Regions from separate parts of the Mus musculus genome. Here region 2 is linked to region 1. The links are chromatin contacts, called in public capture Hi-C maps. All regions are on one chromosome and are shown on one strand. Each heading gives the region's core, a stretch centred on a gene start, on an enhancer-like site or on the middle of the called end of the contact. The rest is flanking DNA. Distances are from core to core; before and after follow the strand shown.

Region 1 (5,347 bases), core at 1,763-4,262:
GTGAGCTATTGGAGCTGGACTTCGAGGCAGATGTGAGCAGCCTGATGTGGAAGCTAGAAAGTGTCCCTGGGTTCTCTGAGATCAGCAAGTACTCTTAACCACTGAGTCTCAGGGCAAGATCAGTACGTCAGTACGTCAGAAATTGTCATCTTCCCTCATAACATGGTAGAGGCAGAGAGAGAGAGAGAGAGAAAGAAAAGGGAGGAGTGGGGTTAAAAGAGGAGGAGAGGGCAGACAGTTGTTTTCAAAGAGAATTGAAGTAGAAGCACTTACACTCACCAAGCTCTGTCTAAATTCTGCTTTACGTATGCTGACATAGTCCTTTAGAGTGTGAAAATGGTTCCAGGGATTTGTTGGTTAATTAGCACACCTTAGAGAGAGTGGCATTTATAGAACTCACAATACAGGGAGTTAAAAAGCAGGGGCGGAACTGAAACAAGGCCTCCGGCTTGCCATGATACCCTGATTCCTGGTGGAATGCACTGGCTTTCCAGACAGTATGAGACCATTGTTTTGTCTCAAGGTCCCTAAAGGCAGAACAGACAGTGAGATCAGCTTCCTGAATAAACCTGCAGGCCGTGTAACCAGTTGAGGAACCTTCAAGATATTCCTTTAGTATACATTGACAGTCTTTTGGAACTTGAGATTTCAGTGCAGTGGTTCTTAACCTGTGGGTCACAATTCTTTGGGAATTGAAGGACCCCTTCACAGGGGTCAAATATAAGATATCCTGCATATCAAAAATGCACGTTCTGACTTATAATAGTAGCAAAGTTACAGTTAGGAAGTAGCAATGAAAATGATTTTTGTGGTTGTGGATCACCACACCTGTGGTACTGTATTAAAGGGTTGTAGCATTAGGAAGGCTGAGAACGACAGATCTGGGGTTTCATTTGGACCTAACAGTTCTGAACTGTGGCTACTTCTGAGCATCAGGCAGAGAACCCATTGGAATGATACAGCTAGCAATTAATTTGAACATAAATGCCTAGCCCAATGGAGAAATCTGTCATACCTCCCCATGCCCTACCCCCCTCAGCCAGGATTTTGTGGTCACTTGAGAGTGTATGTCAAAGGGAGCTGGGGTTTGGTGCATTATATTCAGATTGTTGCTCATTTTGTACTTTGTTTATGTGCTTAGGTTTTTGAGATAGGGTCTCATATAGGACAGTCTGGTTTCAAACACAACGTCTAGCCGAGGATGAACTACAGCTTTTCATCCTCCTGGATGAAGTGGCCTTAACAGTAGCCAGCAAGGATCTCAGGGAGCCTGCTTTACCATCAATATAAATCGGTGCTCCAGGGAGAGCTCTCAGGCCTGGGTTATCTACCCAGGAGTCTACTCTGGGTACCAAGGCAATCCCACATTGGAGGAGGTATTTTTTTTTCTCCTAGGCTTTGACAAACATGGTGGATTGGAAGACTAGAAAAGCTCAGGTTCTAGGACTCTGTGGATGAAGATTCTTCTTGGCAGGTATATATTATCATCAGAAACTACTGCATGTCTTCACAGGGGCCTCCAGCTCCTAGAGATCTGCTGAGTAGTGATGGCAGACACCCAAAGACGCAGCTCCCAGAACTCTCTAAAGGATGCTGTCCTAATGTATTAGCATGATGGGAAAGTAAGGCAGGTAAAGGCATGATGCATGTGGAACACTGTCCAAGTGTAAATACTCCTCCCATGTTCCTTTCAGAAATTTCCTTAAAATTTAAAAGCATAAAAAAATATGTTGGCAAAGTTTTCATAGTGTCTGAGGTATATATAGACTGCTGGAGAAGACCATCAGTGACTGAAATTTGGACCCTGTGTGTTACAATACTTACCTTATAGGCAAGATTATGACCTTATAGGCAAGACTAGCAATAATGGTATGACTGGTTTGGGGGTAGCCAAACACTCTCTGATTGGATCTGAGGCCTACCCTATGGCAGGAAGATCATGCCTTGCACCTCTACATGGGACTTCTATGTCAACCTTACTTCCTTTTCCACAATGATCAGTAACCATCATGGAAAGAGGGCATGAAGAAGTGCTTGAGGAGGGACAGGGCAGAGTGCTGTGAAATGCTGTCTTCTGGACATGACATAACCATGACACTCAGGAACTCACAACAGCAGTGGTTACCATACACACTACCTGTACAAGATCAATAGTCCATTGTGGAGACACCCGCCCCGCATGAAGAATTATTGACAGTTGGGGAAAGGAGTCATTGTCTTCAGAGTCACTGGTAATTTGCCTGTGTTGCTGTAAAGATCAACGTCCACCTCCCCCACCCCCAATGAATGCAGATCCTCGTGGCCCTAATTAAACTCAGCTATCAACTCCCCTCCAGAAGACTCAAAAGTAGGAAAAAAACTTGTTTGGAAGAAGGGTTCAGCATGAGGGGCAGGAAGATGAGAGATAGTAATGTGTGACTATGATCAACATATACTATATGCATGTAAACAGTTCTAAAGATTTACTTATTTTTTATTTATATAAGTACACTGCAGTTGTCTTCAGACACACACCAGAAGAGACGTCAGATCCCATTACACATGGTTGTGAGTCACAATGTGGTTGCTGGGAATTGAACTCAGGACCTCTGGAAGAGCAATCTTAACCACTGAGCCATCTCTCCAGCCCATGTAAACAGTTCTAAAACAATATTTAACACAAGTATGTTATCAGGTCTGATTTTCCCATTCCAACTAGCTATATACAGTGCTTCTGCGAATGTATGTATACTACTCTCTGGCTCCTGAGCACGAAAAGTCAAGGACTAATGAGTTAAAATAACTTCCCCTTAGACACAAGACCAAGATGAGCAGTGAAGCTGAGGGCTTTGGCTTTGGCTTCCTTGGGGAAGTTGAGAAATTTCCTTAGTCTTGGACACACAGATTGTTCAAGTTAGACAGAACCTCCGAGATCTATATATCCAATTGTCTTTTCGTAGAGATAGGTGGCTTGCGATAACTTTCTTCTTCCTCTTTGCCCAAGCCATTTCGCAACCACAGTCCTATTAACGGTGATCAAAAATGAGCTGTTGTGTTTGTGTTTGTAGGTGACACAGCCCCTGGCCCGGGTCTGTTCAGATCTAGCCAGATTTTCTTTAGAACCTTGGAATGCAAATCTTGGGACTGACAGTGATTCTGCTCTCTGGCTTCAGGGTGACTGAATTTAGAGAGAGCAGGAGATCAAAGCTGAAGGGTGTGGTGAATGCTAATGTAGATGAACAGATGATGGTTTTTGACCAAGCATCTCACCAGAGGCAGAAAGAGAAGGCTGTAATTTGAATGGATGGTGAAGTCTTTTGTGGTTTCTGACGTCATTGGAAATCCAAGAAAGGACTTATTTTTATGCAATTTGGCCCATTTTGTTTTCTTAAGCCTTGATTGCACAAAGCTCAAGGGTTCTTTTGACCTTAAAAAGTGCTTATTTCAGTTAAAGTGCTGATTAGGGTCATGTCTTCCCTTTTCCACACCCCCCCCCCCCCTGCGGAATTTCATTTCGATTCTCTGCACAGTCCTTTCTGCTGCTCCTGACTTCTTTCTATCCAGGCAATTAGTAGCATTTGAACCTAGCTCTACACTAGCTACAACATCAATGTTGCATTCTCAGAGAGGTCAGGGCAGCGGCAAGAATCTTTCTTTCTCCTCTTTACTATTGGAGGCAGACCTTCACCTACCACTAGATAGTTCAAGCTATCCTGAGGCTCACAGCCATTCTGTCTCAGCTTTGCAAATGTTTCAGCTCTACCACACCTGGCAGGGAAAAACTATTGTGTATTCTTTTTGCTTTTAAGGTGTGTGTGTGTGTGTGTGTGTGTGTGTGTGTGTGTGTGTGTGTGTGTGTAATCCAGTTACCACAGAAAACATCAGAATTTTTCCTATAAAATAAAGTATCTTTTCCTATAAAAGACAAAAGTATCATTAAAGTTTCTTCCATATGAAGACTTTATCTACTTAAAAGAAAAATACATAAAACAGCAAAACAAAACCTAACAAAACAAAACAAAACAAGACTCACAGTGGATAGTTTGGCCTATTTTTGTATCCTATTCCTAGCATATTGTTTACTAAATGTGGCCCAGGAAAAATATTAAACTCCAATTAATTTCACACTTTCTTTCTTTCTTAAGCTATATTTTGATTTTTGTGATTGCATATACATGTGTCTGTCTGTGTGGGTGATGCACGCACATCAATGCAGCTGCCTTCAGAGGTCAGAGGATCGTGCTTGGTCCAATGGAGCTCAAATTAATTACAGGCCATGTGAGCTGTAGAGATAGGTGGCTTGCGATAACTTTCTTCTTCCTCTTTCTCCAAGCCATTTTGCAACCATAGTCCTATTAACAGTGGTCAAAAATGAGCTGTTGTGTTTGCGTTTGTAGGTGACACAGCTCCTGGCCGGAGTTTGTTCAGATTTAGTCAGATTGGTACCTTGGGTGGTAATTTGAACTCTAGTCCTCTGTGAGAACAGCAAGCCCTCTTAACATTTAGCCCATCTCTCCAGCCTCTCTCTCTCTCTCTCTCTCTCTCTCTCTCTCTCTCTCTCTCTCTCTCTCTCTCTCTCTCTCTCTCTCTCCCTGCTTTCCTTTCTTTTTTCAATATGTTTGTTCATATTTATTTGTTTATAAGTGTGTGCATGTGTGTGTGTGTGTGTGTGTGTGTGTGTGTGTGTGTGTGTGGTGGTGTATGCTCTAGCTCCATGATGTACCTGTGGAAGTAGGAGACAAGCTGCAGGAGGTGTTTCTTCACAGTGTGGGTCCTGGGGATCACCCTCAAATTATCCAGCTTGAATGCAAGGACACTCCCCCCTCGGTCCATCTCACTGCCCACCCCACCACTCCTTTTGGTGACAGAGTCTTACGGAGCTCAGGCTGACTTTGAACGCTCCGTGTAGCTATGTATGACTTTGAAATTCTGATCCTCTTTTCTCTTCCTCCTAAGTGTTGCGATGACAGGCGTGAACTACCACGTATAATTTTACATGGCTCTGGAGAGGAACCCCAGGATTTCCTGCACACCGTCCACCAACTGAGCTACACTCCCCTACCCGAATCCACATCCGGATCTATCAACTAGTGATAAGAGTTCCGGCTTCCCAGGCTGTGGAGAGAACTAGAAAGGACCATGCTTTTTAATGAATTAGATAGGACTGTGCTTCTCAATGGCTGGCACAGGCAGATTCTCAAATGCTCGTTGCTCTTTTAGCAAGGGTTTATCGGGGATTTACTATTCTGCACACAGTCATGAAGAAAACAGGCTAGACCCTTGCCACAGCCATTTCCTTGTCTCCTCCTCTCCTTTCCCCAGATGAGCTCTCCTAAAGCCAGACCACATAGGAAGACTATTCTGGTCT
Region 2 (5,347 bases), core at 1,748-4,247, 68 kb before region 1:
ATCCTGTTTTAGGAAGGAGAGGTGGGTGGGGAACACCGAGCCAGAGGAAGTCCTGTGTCAGAGGGCTCTGAACAGACAGTCCTCAAGTGCCTCCCTTAGCCTGGGCTACGCTGTTATTTCAACCTTTCATAATAGTTTCATTTTGCTTCCTCGCATGAGCTTGCACATCCGACAAAATAACCAGGACACTCACTTGTTTTCAGGGTTCCTCTCCCTGCTCTGACCAGGTCTAGCAGTTACATTTCATCGTTTCCAAAGGAATCCGAGACCGCAATCTTGTTATTTTTAAAAGAGAAGTGCAGTTTTTGAAGGTTCATAGCCAGAGGAGGAAGGGCATTTAATCAAATGTTTTCCCATCTGTGTACTCAAGCAAGGAACTCTGGACAACACAGAACGTCCAGACTGCAATAGTCTGTATCCCTTTGCCTGCTGTTAAAGCTTGACTGTCTACTTAGCAGATACTTCACTTCCAAAGAGCACCTTCTCCATATCTGTTGACTGGCCTGGCTGTCAGTTATTTATCTACTTCCAAGTTATTAATAACCAAGTGTAGCTATTATAAGAAAGAAGAGTTAGAATTAATGAACCCCTTTAAAAATCAAAACATAAATATTTGGACATATTAAAAATAGATTATAGCACGTTTCCCAGAACTTAGACTAGTCAATCAATCATCACCAATTATTCTCGCATTTATGAGGTCAAAATAATAGATGTGACATTAAAGTAGGTATTAGTCATCCAGGTAACCCAAGAAAAAGAATCTGGTGGGAATGAATATACTGAAGGAGAAGAAAAATATAGACTTAAGTCAAAGAATCAGCCAGGACAAAATGGTGGTTGTCTTAACAAGAGTTTAACAAGTCATCAGCTAAGAAAAAGCAGTGGAAAAGAGATACCAGCGAGCTACAATACGGAGGGAGAACTGACAGCTTTGGTAACTGGTTGACTCTAAGAAGCAAGCAAAACAGAACATGTACAACATAATGCAAACAGAGGGACTGTTTGGGGAGAGGAAGGGAACCATTGAACAGACAAGAGACGGCGAAGGGCAGTCAGGGAGGATGAGCCAGGACGAAGCATAAGGATAAAAATATCATTCTAGTGTATCCTATCAGGAAAACAATCAAGGGAATATTAAATTCACTGTTTTATTACTGTGTGTGCAGACATGGTGGGTGGAGGGAGAGCCACAGCACATGCGTGGCAGTGGATGACCATGTTTCAGAGCCAGTTTTCCCTTTTCACCTTTAGATGGGCTCTGAAGGGGGAACTCGGCTCGTTAAGCTTATGCACCAAGTGCCCTTTAACCCACTGAGCCATTTTAGGACCCTAGAAATGTCAATAATAACACAAAAGAAGCAAGAGACATGATCAAAGACTATTCTTAGATGTCCCAGTTAGATGACGACAGAGAGATGCTGAGCAGTGGGGGAGGGAAGACTGGGCAGAGTTTTAGAAAGTACGTATCCTTGACGTATTCTTGACGGTGAGTGCTGGGCACAGGATGTGTCCACAGTGCATGGTAGACGAGAGACAAGCAAAGTTCTGCGAAGCTCCAAGCAAGCACTTCATGAGATGGGAGGCAGCAGGCAGCATATGAAACATGGCAGAAAAACTAAAGTACAATGCACAAATGTGTATCTATTACCTTAATAGAACAAATGCTAGAGTAGTTAATAATGATTTATTAATCTAAGTGCCAGGAAACATATTATCTTTGCTCTTATTACTGACTCTTTAACGACCAAATATTTATCTTCTAGTTTCTAAGAGATTTGTTAATTCTGACTCTTCTTTCTCATAGTAGTTAACACTTAGGCCTTAGTAACTTGGAAGTGAATAAAAAAGTTAAATAAATGACATCAGACAAAAATTATAAAAGTAAAATAACCAAATTTTTATTATCCAAAAAAAAGAATAATATATCTTCTTTAATTGGCCCTGTTTTTAAAATTTTTAAGACAAAAACACAGCTTGAGTCAGGAGTATTGGCTGAGGAGGTTAGACCTAAGTTCAAATCCTAGCACCCACGTCATTGGTAGAGCATGGGGATGCATCTACAGATGAATGACAGAGCAGGATGCGCACGCACACACACAACACGCACACACACACACACAAATAAATACAAACAGAATAACGTTTGTGAGCAATTGTATTTCTGATCTTTGTAATAGTACCTGTGTTCTGACATTCGTGACTTTGATAAAATGATTCTTCCCTTACTTAATTTTGCCATGGATATTTTATCTTAAATGGTCTATATAGCTCACAACATGAAAGTGTTTTATAAGGCAGTATTTAATTCCTTAAGGCAGCCTCAAAAGTTAAAGTGAGCTTCAAGCTCATGTGCAATACATGTAGTTAAACATGTGCAATACATGTGGTAATTACATATTTGAGCCACCATAAAATTATTAATAAAGAAATGATAAAATAAATAATTAAAGAAATATCAACAATTCAAAACATCCGTGTTTGCAGCTGCTTGTACTTGGAGTTTTTCTAACTATGTCTATACTGGCTGACAGCTTCTCTTTGGTTCTTAGTCACGGCTACGTGTATAAGCAAATATATAGGCAGGTAGATTTTTAAAAATAACATGTAGATTTTGTGTGGAGAAAGCCTTTTGTGACCTTTAAGAGCAGAGTATTTGAGGCCAGGCATGGTGGTCCATTCCTGTAATTCAAGGTCAGCGGGCTATATACCAAGATCCCATCTCAATTAAGAAACCAAAAGATGAACATTGATTTCCAAGGAGGAGTGAGGGCTCGAGTCCAGAGGCCAGCCTGGATTCCATGAGAACCTGTCCCTCAAAACCAACAAAAGAGCGAACACTCTAGTTATTTATTTAGTGAGTTAATCTTCCAGGGAGTTGACAGAGTGGGGTCCTTCGAAGGTCTTCACAAAGATAACAGCTGTGCACAGGGCCATCTGAAGGCTGGGCTCATGTGTCAGCGCCTGGAGTGCTGTGTCAGCTCCTGGGCTGGGATAGTTAGATCAGCTGGAGGTTGCTCAAGAGCTTTAGCTCTGCTTCCTTCCCACACAGCTGTGCAGGCATGCAGTGATACATCTGCCAATGTACGTCTGTGCGCTATCCTGGTTTTACAAATACCATCTCAAGAAGCATGAAACAAACCCTTTACCTCCCAGCTCCCAGAAAAGACCTTGTGGCTTCCTTCATTGAGTTTCCTCTCTGATGCACCCCTCTTTCATTCAGCCCCGATAAGATTATCTTTTATCATGTAAGCTCTTTCTGACATAAACGTATAAGTAAGAGTAGCACATGAAAGGCTACTTTAGTTGGATAAAGAGTATGACCTATGCCTGGTATGATATTGTAAATGCCTCGCAGGCCATGGAGACGTGGGCTGAGTGGACTTGGTATTTTAAGATTTCCTGTGACTAGCAAGGTACGGAAAGTCTTAGAGGCTCATATTGTCTCCTGACTTCCTGAGGCAGTTTTCCTAAGCCATTCTACCTCAGGCAGGCTGTGAAGTGTAGCCTGCTCATACATCGCTGCCCCTTGGTAGTTAAAAATCCAGTCTAGAAGATTCTGCGCCAGCCTTGCTCTCTCTTTCTTAAACTTAACTCTAAATCTTATCAAGGGATTTTAGGGAAGTCACAATTTTATTTTATAAAACTTCCCCTTTGGGTAGTGATTCTGAAGTGTTTGAGAAAGAAGAGCTCAGGCTTAGTTTTGGAAATGAATGACTTGAACATTGATTTTATTTGTGGTTCTGCCATTGCACTTATAATTTTGATGTTGCTGTCTGGATCAGGGCTCTATTGAAGCACTGTGGCCTTTTTTTAATGGCTTGAGCCTTAAGTAGCCTACTGGCTAGTTATGTATGAAATCTTTCTAATTTGAAACTTTCCCTATGAAAGAGGGAACTGCATGCATTTGGGCCTTACTTTCCTCCATCTCAAAAGGAGATTCAATAATAAATACCACCCAGTAATGTTGTTATATTGTACATTGAATGAATTTGCTCATTAAAACAATACAATAAGAGTTCTTAGTATTTGGTAACTGAGCAATAGTCTATATGGAGTTTGGTATCAGCATTGCCTTTGATATCTTTTCCAAATGGCAAAAATATTTTACAGTGGCCACTTGAATGAGTTGGTAGATTATGGGAGTGCTACCATATCCTAGTATCTTCATTTTTTTTTGTCTTTTTTAAAAAGTTTTTGTTTTATTTGTGTATGTGTGTTTGTCTTTGTGTGGGGATAGACATCTGTTTGCGGTGCCCATGGGGGTTAGAAGATGGTGTCAGATCTCCCATAGCTGAATTTATAGGTGGCGATGGACAGCCTAGTGTTAGGGTTATGAAACAAATCCGGACCTCTGAAAGAGCAGCAATTGTTCAGCCCTCTCTCCAGTCCCTGTATTAAGCTGAAATCTCACTTGTTGCTTTACAGTCCAGGCTGGCCTCTAGCTCATCATCTTCTGCCTACCCCTGTGGGTGTGGGCTCCTGCCTTCAGTCTCATTAACTATCTTCACCATGATGTTTAACACTTCTGTCTCACGTCAGTCTTTCAGCCCTTACACAGCCCAGTTCAAATCTACCCACCAGTAAATAGCTGAGTTCAGAACAAAATTAGGAGCGTCTCATTTAAAGCAAAGAGAAAATTAATATGCTTTGCAGAAAATGGCTTTTTATCAAAAATCCCAACAGACATTGACTCTTCAAATGACAAGAGACTGACAAGAAATGGAAAGACATTGAAGCATAAAATGAAAAAAAGTTTGAAAAGGCTAACTCAAGGGCTGTGGGCAAAGCTGAGGCATTTCCAACGGAGCAGTCATTCTGCGATTATTAATTCTCTTCCTTCTAGACTGACTAATGAACGACATTTTCAGTTAATCGGTTTTTCGAAAGTTTCTGTTGCAGCTCTGTTTGTAGTGTTGTGACACGCATCTCCTGGGTACAACTCTTATTATTAACCCTTTGAGGTCCTCAGGCAGTTTCAGTTTCTTCGAAGTCTTGTAACTGTCATCCAGAAAACTGAACCATTTTCTCTAAATGTATCATCTTCTCTAGTTAGCCTCACAGACACACTTGAATCTCTGACGTCTGGATTGAGTGAAGAATTCACACATGGGTCTTACTTAAAGTACATATCATGGCTTCAGTTCCTTTTGGAATTTTACTCATGTTTGTGAGTGTGTGTGTCTCTCTCTCTGTGTTTATATATGTATGTATATATACATAGCCAAGGGGTTAAAATAAGAAGAGAGGTCAGACAATTGACAGGAAGTGGGCAAACTGTTTCAAGTAGGAAGAATATGGGACAAAACTAACACAGTAAAGAGAGACAAAGGAAGAAGTGGGGCCT

What was found. Capture Hi-C pulls out chosen DNA fragments and counts their contacts.
Region 2: a capture Hi-C map of bone marrow-derived macrophages shows a contact between it and region 1, with 5 times the contacts expected there. The contact joins two enhancer-like sites. A contact is called at or near these places in 2 of 484 Hi-C or Micro-C datasets (the HL-1 cell line and psoas muscle), 5 of 115 datasets of contacts at active chromatin or transcription factors (CD8 T cells, effector CD8 T cells, embryonic stem cells and 2 more) and 1 of 9 other capture datasets (bone marrow-derived macrophages).

Annotation. Positions count from the first base shown.
Region 1 is chr3:115,693,291-115,698,637 of GRCm38.p6, reverse strand. No RefSeq gene overlaps it. Among named protein-coding and RNA genes, the nearest start is that of S1pr1, 19 kb to the left of the region's middle. Within about 2 kb of position 3,012, at least 37 of the 459 cell types and tissues checked have an H3K27ac peak or open chromatin away from gene starts, as enhancers often do. A contact at or near this core is called in bone marrow-derived macrophages, where this site is marked.
Region 2 is chr3:115,761,116-115,766,462 of GRCm38.p6, reverse strand. No RefSeq gene overlaps it. Among named protein-coding and RNA genes, the nearest start is that of S1pr1, 49 kb to the right of the region's middle. Within about 2 kb of position 2,997, at least 42 of the 459 cell types and tissues checked have an H3K27ac peak or open chromatin away from gene starts, as enhancers often do. A contact at or near this core is called in bone marrow-derived macrophages, where this site is marked.